Linked DNA regions of Mus musculus: all the other regions are linked to region 3. A link is a contact called in public Hi-C and targeted proximity ligation data. All regions are on one chromosome and are shown on one strand. The core of a region is the stretch at or near the end of the contact, and the rest is flanking DNA. Distances in the headings are between cores, read along the strand shown. Region 1 has its middle 14 kb from the start of Gm32026. Region 2 overlaps Gm32026 (a long non-coding RNA gene). Region 3 overlaps Gnaq (guanine nucleotide binding protein, alpha q polypeptide).

Region 1 (4,117 bases), core at 138-2,637, 200 kb after region 3:
CCTAGTACCATGTGGTGGACTTGGCTGGACTCCGAATGTAGCTTACATATAGACTCAGTGTGTAAATGCCAGTGTTTAAGTCATACAGAAACAAGGCTCGGTGGTTACCATAATTTTACTAGTTCTTTGAGAACTGTATAGATGCATACAATGAAGTTTGATCATTTTAATGTCCTACTCTTTCCCTTAACTCCTCCCAGATCCACCCCTCCCCAAATTCCTTATCCCAACTTTGGATCTTCACTTTTAAAAAAGTCATTACTCCCTGAGTTCAACTTCTGCTGCCCATATAGCAAGGCTCTAGGCCATTCACTGGTGTGCGGGGATCACCTTGCCTTAAGAAGCAAAACTCCAGAGATTCCTGCCTAAAATAAAAATTAAAATTAAAAAATTAAAAAAAATAAAAATCACCTTATAAGACATATCATTCATTCGCTGAGAGTCATATGATGTTCCATTCAGCTATTGCAAAAATCAAATTTCCCTTTGAAAAGTAGAATCCTAAACTAGCAAAGACTTCTCCGATTCCAAGTGCTGTCCCAAGTGTGACCAAAACAAAACGAACAAAACAACAACAACAAAAACAAAAACAGAATTTGACGGAGCACGTTTTTATCTGAGCCATTTAATTCTAGTGGCAATTCTCTGAGGTCCCAGTTATTAATCCCATTTTTTTAGAAGATGAAAATGAGGCTCACTCCCAGTGTAGGGGAGAGGGAATGTTAAACCGGGGCTGGTTAGCAAGTTGTTCTTCATGTGCAAGAGATCCACAGACAGGAACAAAAGAGCATGTCTCCAGGAGAGAGCTCCTTTGGGGCACTTTAGTCAGTTCTTAGATTCTCTTTCTCTCTTTCGTTCCCACATCCCATATATCTGATGTTCCAGGAGGGTTTGAGCTCTGGAGTTTCTCAACTCTAGATGCTGCAGCAGTGCTGGGGGGGAGGGGCGCGAGAGAGGGGGAGGGGGTCCTTGCCATCGCCATGGGGATGCGATGCTTTCCAGGGCTATGTGGCCAGCATTGTCTCCTGAACAAGGCGCCCTTGTTAGGTAGAAATAGAGGGTGCTTCTCACTGGGAATTTAGTCCCAAATAAGAATCCAACAATTTCAACAATGCTTCCTTGTATACTGGGTAATTTTTCTCCCCAAGACTACAAGTCTTGTCCAGATTCCTAGTAAACTCCTACTAAGTATCTTTCCTACAGCGTTTTAATAGAGCCTTTGGTATGTTTGCCTGTACATTCTGAAGTCTTGGAAGATGCCTTTTATAATACGTTAAGATTAAAGTTCCGTTTTGTCCTGGGAGACTTTGGGATTTCCACAGCATCGGGGACAGAGGAGACGCCCAGCGTGGGAACTCGCTTTTGTGGAGACAGCCTGTCAGGCAGCACCTTAGGTCATTTTAGTTGATAGTAGGGTCCCCCGCACAGTTATTTTCCACGTTTCACAAGCAAGAACTGTAATTGGGTAACTGGAGCAAGATCACACCGCTGATGAGTAGAAGTGCGCATGACTCCCAGGCTTAGCCCAAACCTGCTCCCCACTTCTGCATCCCTTGCTCAATCGGGAGGTCAGCCATCAATGCCTGCCTGGTTGGAAAAGCACACTGGGAGTCCTTACTCCCCTTTCCCACTATTTTGCTACCCATCTTCCTCCTCTCCCTACCCCCCTTTTCAAGTCGTCATTCAAGTCTTACTTTCGATTTTCTCTGTAGAAAAATAAATCAACAGATTTCCATTCCCAATGGCAACACTGATTCTTTTTTTTTTTTTTTAAAGTCCCCCGGGGTTGGAATAAACCAACAAGAACAGTGTGAGGTCTGAAATCTCATTCTTCTAGAGAAGAATGAGATTTCTTTTCAAAGACCTTGAGCAGAGAGAAAGCTGTACTTGTCTCTAAAACGAAAGACAGAATTCTGAAGACGTCAACTTTCTAAATTAACCTCCAAGTAAGCAACTCTAACAATGTAACAGATCACAGTACTTGAAAAACTGGTTTCAGAGTCCATACTAGAACAAGCAAAACACACACACAATGAAGAAAAGGACCTGACTTCAGACTAAGTAGACTAAGTTAATCTTAAATAACCCATATTGTATAGATACGGAAAGGCAAAAAAAAAAAAAAAAAAAAAAAAAAAAAAAAAAAAAAAAAATCAAAGGATAATTCAGACTAGAGCTTAAATGACAGGATGGTTAGAAAAGCAACATCTTAATGAAACCAAAAACAGTCCAAAATGATTTGGAAAGGGCTGTAGTTCCAGAAAATGTGAGATTTATAGGTTATATGTATCATAACAACATCCAGTTGGGTTAAATTCTAAGCACCAAATTTAAAAACAACTCAGAAAGAAACTGGAGCAAAAGATTGCCCCTTGATTTTTTTTACTGTAATTGGAGGGCTAATGACAGGTGGCCCAAGAAAGTCACTTATTCCAGGAGCCATTGACAAAAGGCCAACAGTGCCTGCTTCAAAAACTTAAAAGACCTTGCTACCAATATGCAGAGAAGCTGGGAAATCTTTGGGTCATTTATGCCCCACCACCCATCCCAGGGACTGTGGAACTCCAGTCTCTCTGGTTTCCTTTCTGGCAAGGGAAGTTCTGTCTCATCCATGTCCCCACCATAATGTTACCTACCGGTAGGCCCCTTATCAGAGGCCAGACCAATGAGGTTTGTATACTAGACTCTGACTCTCCAAAGCTATGAGCTGATTTCAGTCTGATGAGACAGTTGAGGTTCTGGCCTCCAAGCCTGATGACTTCAACTCCTGAAGCTTGTTCCCTCACACCTGGCATGTGTGTGCACACAGATGCACATGTGAACAAATCAATGGATGTAAAATAAACAAATAAGACTCTTTTCTTTATAAGTAGCACACTGTGGCCATTGCATTATAGCAAAAGGAAAGTGATAAACAGATCAAGTGACACCAAAGTAAAAGGTGGAAATGAAAATCATAATATATACAAAACCAAATATGCTATGCAAATATACGGACAGCTCCTAAATCATCATAGGAGAGGAGCCAGGAGATGCACATCTTTAATCCCTGCACCTGGGAGACAGGAGGATTTCTGAGTTTGAGGCCAGCCTGGTCTACAGAGTGAGTTCCAGAACAACCAAAGTTACTCAGAGGAACTCTATCTCAAAAACCCAAACCAACCCAAACCAAACCAAAACCACAAGGGAGACTTTATAAAAAAATGTACATATACATTTGCATATGGTGGTGGCTCATTCCTGTCATCCCCTGTCATCTCAGTTCTCAGGAGGCTGAGGCAGGAGGATTGTCATGAATGAAATCAGCCAGAACTGTATTAGTTCCAGGACAGCCTGGCTGTGGTTTGATATCCTGTCTCATAATATAAAATTGTCTTAGGGTAGATGAGAAGTTGCTTCAATGGAAACATAAAGCAAATAGAAAATAAAGAAGACACAGTTTATAACTGATTTGGTTTTTTTAAAAGCTTCAGTGAAATATGTGTGCATAATCCAGTAGTTGAACATTTGCCTAATATGAACTATGCTCTGGATTCAACTTCCCTCGCTGAACAAAGTTCCGTATCCTAACACCAGTACTATCAGATGAAAAGAAGCAATTCATACACAGTGTATCTGAGTGTGAATTAGTACAATTTTCATGGTAATGTCTATTAAGAGTGTTTTTGTGATACTGGGGTGAACACTAATATCAAGGGCCCCATGCACACTAGGCAAACACTTTTGCACTGAGCTACACCCCCAGCTGTCACCATGAGAGTTCCTCATGCCATTTCTGGACACCTGACACCATATTCACAGAGCTGGTGAGCATGGGACTTCATTGAAGCTTCACTTCTTTTTTTCTTTTCTTTTTTCAAACACTTGTGCTGTGAAGGTAGAGAGAAACTTGGAGGTGTTTTTTTCTCCCTGTTGGTTAAAGGGCCATATAAATCCATTTGTTAAAGATTTATTTTATGTATATGAGTACACTGTAGTTGTTGTCTTCAGACACACCAGTAGAGGGCATCAGATCCCAGTACAGATGGTTGTGAGGCACCATGTGGTTGCTGGGAATCGAACTCAGGACCTCTGGAAGAGCAGTCGGGACTCTTAACTGTTGAGCCATCTCTCCAGC
Region 2 (3,991 bases), core at 78-2,577, 190 kb after region 3:
AGTAATTTCAGAGTTTTGTGTTCTGGTGAAGAAGTAGCGTGTAAAACACTCTGTATTATTAGATTCTCAGTTGATTCAGTCCTTTTAGTAAGGTGGCCCATCCTAGTACCTAGGAATTGAACTTCTGTTTTTATCCTAGACTTATCTTACAAGACACAGGGACTATGTACAATGGCAGTTATTGTAATAATTCTTGTATTCATGAAATGGGTTCTATCATAATGTCCACCAATAAACAATAAATGAATAAAGATGGTGAATTCATATAATACAAAGAGAATATGGGTTTTAAAAGATGAAAACTAGATCTACAATATACCAAGATGGTTGGTTAGCTATCATATTCAGTACATGTGAAAATCAACACTCTGTGTGTGTGTGTGTGTGTGTGTGTGTGTGTGAACACAGTTATTTTCAAATGCATGGAAACTAGATTGTGAGAATGTGAATAGTTCCAGTCTTGGTACTGAAACTGATAATGTAGCAAAACCTAAACAGAGGCCAGGGATAGTGGTGAGTTCCTGCTATCAGGAAGCAGAGGCAGTGACTCATTATCACAAGTTCAAGACCAGTCTCCAAACAACAAATATCAGGCCAGACTGGGCTACATTAGAAACCTTTACCCCAAACCAACCAAACCTGCTAGGAGTCACCAGAAGAAACACCCTATTATAAATAAGTCAATCTTGAGTCAGTTATCATCCCATATGCAAAGATAACCCAAATGAATCATAAATAAACATTTAAATGTTGATTCTAGCTTGTGGTCACAAACTAGGCAAATTTACATACAAAACAAAAGAAGTCACTTAAAGATCAAAAATTGATATGTTGGACAGCATCAACATTCTCCCTGTGAACACACTATTACAAGCAAGAAGAGCCAAGCTATGAACTGGGATAATGCATTGGTAAATTATTAATTCTACAATGAATTTGCAACCAGATGTATGAACAACTATCACCAGTGAGTCAGAAAATTACACCCTAATTTATTTATTTTTCTCTGTTCTGAACAACCTAATCTTTTAAACTGAGCAAAGAGATACACAGATAGCCAATAAACAAATGAAAGATGTTCAAGGTCCTTAATTACCAGGAACGCATTAGAATGTAAAGAGAGCACACTGTATCTGTCAGAGTAGCTTAAAAGTAACAAAGAACTCGATGGCACTCAAGGCTGTGGAAGATGAGGAGCCACAAGAGCTCTCAGATGCTGCCAGACAAGATTCACAAGGGCACAGCAGCTTTAGACAAACCTTCAGCAGAGAATGTTGATCTTCAAGCGAGTCCAGGCAGCCAACGGGGAACTGGTGGGGGCTAGGGCACCCGACCTGTTCCTCTTCCTGTGTAACTATTTTGGTTTTGAATTCACTAAACATTATGCTGGCCGCTCAGTCCAACAGCAAATGTCATTGTTTTGCATTTTCAACCTGCTTTTCCTTCCTTAATGTTGACTAAGAAATAGGGAGTTGGAGATATCTGGGTACTGATGTCAGATACAACCAAGTATCTACAGCGCCTTGGATCCATGACCTGTTCTAGGAATGGCGTCTACTAGGAATGCAAATGTTATTGCTTATTGAGGTTCCTGTGTGAGCCTATGGAAACAGGAGGAAGAAGAAGGGAAGGGGAAGAAAATAAGAAAGAAGGCAGAAAGCTAAGCCCCATCTACATGCCCGTGATTCATCAGGCTTCTGAGGGCTGCACTAAGGGGGGTGGACTACGCTCTCCACAGGGCAGCTCTTCAAGCAGGTTAACCCCACTCAGAAGACCCTTCCAGAAAAAAAAAAATCCTCTACCAACACACTTGTCTTATTGGATCTGCATCTTCTACCGCATGTTATTTTGGCTCTGGGAAACAACCTTCCCTCACTCTGGATTAAGAAATAGATCAGAAACAGTCAACTGGAGAAGCCCTGACAGGTAATGCCAAGGACAGAAGAGCTCTGCTATGGGAAAAGAAAAACAAAAACACTGAAACATTAGACCCTCTTATTATGACCTTACTTTCCAAATAAATATTTCACTTTCTTTGCCTTTAAGGAAACCACAAATATAAGATTATGATAAAAGGGCAAGTAAAACTTGGTTTTGATTTGATAACAATAAAGACAGACGGGAGCCTTGACAAATTACAGTCAAGGCCATCTAAAGAAGTTGTTTTGTGATATAGGATGAGGGGGTCATATGTTTCATCCCTTATCATTCCACAAACCAAAGGAAACCAAGTTCTGAGTGTGAAATCTGAGTTTTAAATGTTGAACAAAACTCAAATATTGCTAAGACACTGGGCAGGCCAACTCTGTTCAAGCTAAATACAACAGGTTTGGAGGCCCGATGGGGACTGGCAGCCACCACTCTGTTCTCTGATGTAGACAGATGAAAAATAGCTCAAGCTACCTGTTTCACCTGTGTGTCCTAGTGAGACCTCCCAGTTCCTAGTAAGCTCAAGGACTGACTTACCTCCCTTGTGGGAAAGAAAAGTACAAATTATTCTGAAGTCCCAAGAAGATAATAGGAATAGAGTATTTGTTATAGGCTAGTTGTCCTTCTAATTTTTTCTCTCTCTCATACTAGCATAATTCGGCAGCATATGCATTAGAATTCCTCCAGGTGGGAAAAAACCCCAAGCCCCACCCCCCAGTTCCCCTATGATTTATGTAGTCAGAATCTATGCTGGTTGAGAGTCTAGGAGTTAGACTGACTCTATAATAGGCAGGAAAATAGGTAGGCAGATGGGCCATGGATAGATATTAAAGATGGTGAACTTCCAAGATGGCTGGCTTCTTTCTTTCCCTCATGACCCGAGACAAAAGTCTAGAAGCTGAAAACAAAGACTTGTGGGCTTTTTTCTTCTGCCAATAGGGCCTCCACTGATGTGGTGTTTCAGCAACTTCAAGGCCAAATTAGGACATGTCTTTCTCCAAACTCCCCAACCCTGAAATAGGGGAGGAAGACCCTTCAGAAACTTAAAACAAACAGTGACTTAGAATTCCGATTGCTGTGATTAAAATAGCAAGGTGGGGAAGAAAGGGTTTATTTGACTTAAACTTCCACATTGTAGCCCATCATTAAAGGAAATCAGGACAGGAACTCAAACAGGGTGGGAATCTGGAAGCAGAAGCTGATGCAGAGGTCATGGAGGGGTGCCACCTACTGGCTTGCTCCCCATGGTTTGCTCAGCCTGCTTTCTTATAGAACCCAGGACCACCAACCCAGGGATAGCACCCCCCCCAACACACACACACACACACACACACACACACACACACACACACACACACAAACGCACACAATGGGCTGGGCCCTCCCACATAGATCACTGATTAATAAAATGCCTTCCAGCTGGATCTGATGGCGGCTTTTTCTCAATTACGATTCCCTCCTCTCGGATAATGCTAGCTTGTGTCAAGCTGACATGAAGTCGGCCAGCACAAATAGTGTTCTAGATTCCTCCACTGCTACTTGTCACTCTGGAGACTTTTTTTTTCCTTTTTTATTCTTTAACTGATGGAGAGAAAAAAATTTAAGGTTCTAGACCATAACAATTGGGCCTCCTGTGAATCCATGTTTAAAGATTTTTTAAAATATTTTTCCTTGTCTTACGTGCATGCAAACATGTTTGCACTTGAGAACAACATTCAGGTGTTGATTCTAGCCTACCACCTGAGTGAAAAAGAAAATGAAATAAGAAAAGAGGAATGTGAAACCAAAAATAGGAACAAGAGTTGTACACCCTGCCTGTTACTGGGAGACTGAAACAGGAAGAACATACCTTGCAGGTTTAGGGTTCTGTTTGCAGTTAAGACAAGAGTAAGCTCCTGTTTGTGTTATACCTGTTTGACCTATTGCACTGGACATGTTTGATCACTAGTGGGCAGAAGGTATGTGGACAGGAAATATGTCAGGATGTACGCTTGCCCCGAATGGACATGATGGGAAGGAAACACAGTGGCCTGGTGGGGTTTAAACTGCTGCAAGGTGTGAC
Region 3 (4,093 bases), core at 1,127-3,626:
CACTGCTCATACTGCTGACACCAGAAGCCATCCAAATGCCAACAGGCTAGGCTGCCTAGAGCATGGTGAGGCCCACAGAGCTAGTGGATACAGCCAGATGGCATGACAGGGTGTTCCACACTGGCGTTCATGAAAGTGATGTGCTGAGCCTCAACTCAGGGAGAGAGAGACAGAGGCAGAGCAAGCAATGTGGTACTTCACATTGGGATGAGCTTATCAGTGGGTGACACTTGGTGGAAATTTTCCTTCCTTTTTCCTGTCTGTATTTTGAAATTAACTCTGATAATACAAAAAAACAAAGCAACTTTTAAAGTGCCTTTGCATATGAAATGCCAGGAATATGACACAGACACAGGGTGAAATTACCCAAAGGCTTAATTTATTAATAACTTCCACACCAATAAGTCCACTATTGTTCTTAGCATGTATATGTAACAGACATATGGTGAGTACCTAAATAAAAACAAATACACCAATCAGTTCTTGAATTAAGGAGGCAAGCATTTCAGTTCACAGCACACAAACCCAAGAAACTATTTTACAAGAGAGCAGGAATGATAAGTAATATAAATTATTTTTTGAAGTACCTAGAAAAACAAAGTACCCAGAATATAAGGATGGAGATATCTTTCCTATCAGAATTCTGTTAGAGAAAATCCAATTACTATCCCCATCCCCATTCACTAATATAAATCACATAGTCTTTACCTATTATCACCACCATTACCCTCCCAGCTAGTCAAGTCCAGGAACATCATGGTATCATCAGGGGTCTCAGGCTAAATTTCAGCCACACTCCAAAGATACAGGCACCTCCTGGGCACCCTCACTGCCTGGTACAGAGAAACAAAGGACTGGGCAGAGTGTCTTACTAGGTAGGCAGCAGAAGAATAACTGCCTCTCAGATTCATACGCACATACTTTTTTCAAGAGGTGGATCTCGGGGTATTGTGTCCTGGCTAACCTCAAACTTCCTGAACTCTAAGTAATTCTCCTGCTTGAGCCTTCTGAGTAGCTAGAACTACTATCACACTATTCCTGGTTGTGATTTGGGGTTTAATATTTCTGTTTCTACACTGAGTCAGTGGATAACTTATGGACCAAGAAAAGAAGAGCTTACTAAAACACTAACTTTGCTTCCTCCATTGACTCTTACCCCAACCTGCCCAGTTTTATTTCCATCTGCCCCTGTCCCAAATAATTACATCAAAACAGCTATAGGAGTGATTAGCAAAATAAAGAAAGATGCCATGGTTCCAAACAATAAGGTTCAAAGAGCATAGGTTCAAAGTAGAATCTGAACATTATATCACCTGAGTGATGATCTTCTAAAATTACGAAGTTCTCTGAAGCTGGCAGTTCTAAGATTCTCCTCAACATGTTGGTGTTGACAGGAAAACTGCATAGGTCTCCCACCTAACAACAGGCTCTCAGCAGGCACGGAGTGTCTACAGCGCTACATGTGAATGGGTGGCTGTTCTAGGTGGGCTGCCAGTGGAGCCAGGGAACCAAAGAGCATCATCAGATGCCATCCCTATAGCTGCAGAAGCACGCTCTAGGCTGTAATTGGAGAATAAAAACATTCCCTCTGCTAACTTGTAGGTGACTCCTCTAGCACTTGTTTCTGGCAAGTCCTGTGGGGTGTGAAACCTTTTCACATCCAATCCGCCTTAGAGCTAGCTGCCTGTGGACTGCTCTGTGGTGTGCCAGCTACTCACTCAACTGAGACCTACCCTCCAAAAAACAAGAACCAAAGATGGAGAATAAACTGCAGCAGTGTTATGAGGCAGTGGGCATGTCTGGCTTTAGTGTAGAGGGGTCTTCATAGTCATCGTTCTTTAAGAACTAAATTTGAGCACAAACAACAGGGCAAAAGCAATCTTCCTGAATGAGAACCTCTGCTAGGAATTTCTGACCTATTTCTTAACTTCCAGTGCCTCTGAGGTCATGACATGGCACATTCCTAGCAAACAAGGTATTCTGACAGAAATCACGGCTACTTAGGGTGAGAGGCAGAGAAATCAGAATTCAACAACAGTGCATTCTCCTTGGGAAACGATGTGATTATGTAGAGTACCCTGCACTAATGGCTGCAGCTCTAAGCTAGAATTGCAGCCTCAGGTTAGGGAGAAGGTGTGGGGAACTCCTCTTTGTTCTTTGCATTTAGGAAGAAAGAACTCATATTCTTAGACTTACTCAAAACAATGGCAACACCAATCATTATTTTCTCTCATTCTTGTTCCCTACTTGAAGCAAAGCCACCTCACCCCTGACCCCCAAGCCTCCTAACCACTCGTCATTTCTCTTCCTCTGAAATACAGCAGAATAGAGAAGTTGGGCAAAATGGCCAGACATGCCCACTGCCTCGTAACACGGCTGCAGCTTATGTTCCATCTTTGGTTCCTGTTTCTTTAAGGTCTCAGTTGATATCTGCTCCCTATGCTGCTTACAGAAAAAGAATCACATCGGCTCTTTCCAGGAAGAAAGTTTTCTAAATTCAAGGAATTCAATGAGCTTTTCTGTCTTCCACTTGAATCCTCTGAAGGATCTGTACTCTGACATTACACTAAAGCAAAGCATATCCAGGAGAGGCAGGTGGACACTCAGGGTGTTCATTTATAAAAAACAAGCTGCTACAGGCACTAGTGATGATAGCAAAGATTTCAAAGCCTCAAGTTTTAAGATTTAGCTTTTAGTTACCAAGATCTTTACCTGCACCTAGCCACAAGACAAGAAGAGTCCCTATTCCCTAGGACAGGCGCTCTCCAACTGAGCCTATATCAGTCAGATCACTTCCTGAAGGGCATGTGGACTCCAGAGCACATTCATTTCCCAGTGATCTATTCAATAGTCTGGTGGATATACAAAATTTATAACAAGCTCCTACGGGATGCTCAGCTGGCTAGCCCTAAAAGGATAATAGAAAACCACTGCTTCAGTGCAGTTTCAAGCACTGGACCCATCCAACTTACCCACATGCTATCAAAGCAGAACCGGCAGGAGACGTGCGAAGGAGCCTGCTCCTTATCTGATCCAGAAACACAGCAGAAAATGATTTTCAGGCTCTAAGAAGGAAAAGCTTCTGTCCATCCTTGACACCTTGCAAGTAACGTCTGGTCTAGACGTACAGCTGCAAGCCAGAACCACTAACAACAGCTGCAGGAGAGGTACTGCCCCACTCACAACAGCTGCAGGAAAGGTACTCTACTGCTCACAACAGCTGCAGGAGAGGTACTGCCCCACTCACAACAGCTGCAGGAAAGGTACTCTACTGCTCACTCTCGTGCCCCACTCCTTTATTTTCGTCAGCTAAGCTTTCAAATTCTGGGAGCTCTCAGCCGCAGAGAATGAAAGCTTTAAAACAGGAAGATTTTGATTAGACTCTCTTGCCACCATTTATCAGTACAGCTTCTTGAACAAGCTTATTGGTATGTGAGGCTTATCTTCTTTATTTATAAAATGGATATAGTACTATTTCATAATAGGGCTTTTTATGCATAAAATAGCTGTCTTACTACTTAGCATCTGAAAAGCCCTAAATAAAGCTGCTGGCCATCTGACTTTTCCTGTCCTTGGAGGGAATGGGAAGCTCTCTCCTCCAACAATATGCTTAGGTATAGGATCACAAGTGGGTCATTAGAAAGCTGTATCGTAAACTGGAAGCTTTGATAGCTGTGTCTTGGTGTACCTAACGTGTTGTTTTCATAAATAAAATGCCTGTCGTCCACCTGGTCCTCCTACTGAGAGTATTTTGTTTTATTGTGCTGTCTGGGTGCATATCCTTCAGGGTGAGTACAGACAGCCAATGAGTCTGATGGTGGAAATAAATTAATTCAATAAACTCTGACATTCATATCCTCTAAAGTCTATTTTTGGTAGAGTTTGGTAGTTTATCAAAGTGATCTAAATAATATTTTCAAGATTTAAAATGAATGGCAACAGCAGTTTCTTATTTGTAAAATAAAGCTGGAGAAGATTCAAAAGATACTTTTTACATAACTTTACTAAAAGTTGGAATTTTTTGGCAGTGACTATGCTTTTCAGAAAAAGGCAAAACGCATTTAACTAGCTGATCTACATTCTAGCCATTCCC

What was found. A called contact is a pair of places that touch in the nucleus more often than the background predicts.
Region 1: a contact with region 3 is called in a targeted proximity ligation map of bone marrow-derived macrophages, with 2.8 times the contacts expected there. A contact is called at or near these places in 8 of 484 Hi-C or Micro-C datasets (B cells, LSK cells, Sertoli cells and 4 more), 2 of 130 datasets of targeted methods (astrocytes and bone marrow-derived macrophages) and 1 of 9 other capture datasets (macrophages).
Region 2: a contact with region 3 is called in a Hi-C map of bone marrow-derived macrophages, with 29 read pairs. A contact is called at or near these places in 56 of 484 Hi-C or Micro-C datasets (the AML12 cell line, B cells, the C10 cell line and 39 more) and 13 of 130 datasets of targeted methods (the HPC-7 cell line, the NIH/3T3 cell line, astrocytes and 9 more).

The regions. Positions count from the first base shown.
Region 1 is chr19:16,047,746-16,051,862 of GRCm38.p6, reverse strand. No RefSeq gene overlaps it. Among named protein-coding and RNA genes, the nearest start is that of Gm32026, 14 kb to the left of the region's middle.
Region 2 is chr19:16,064,852-16,068,842 of GRCm38.p6, reverse strand. The region is part of intron 1 of Gm32026 (a long non-coding RNA gene); the gene reads right to left. Among named protein-coding and RNA genes, the nearest start is that of Gm32026, 2.7 kb to the right of the region's middle.
Region 3 is chr19:16,251,139-16,255,231 of GRCm38.p6, reverse strand. All of the region lies in intron 2 of Gnaq (guanine nucleotide binding protein, alpha q polypeptide), which reads right to left. Among named protein-coding and RNA genes, the nearest start is that of Mir496b, 62 kb to the left of the region's middle.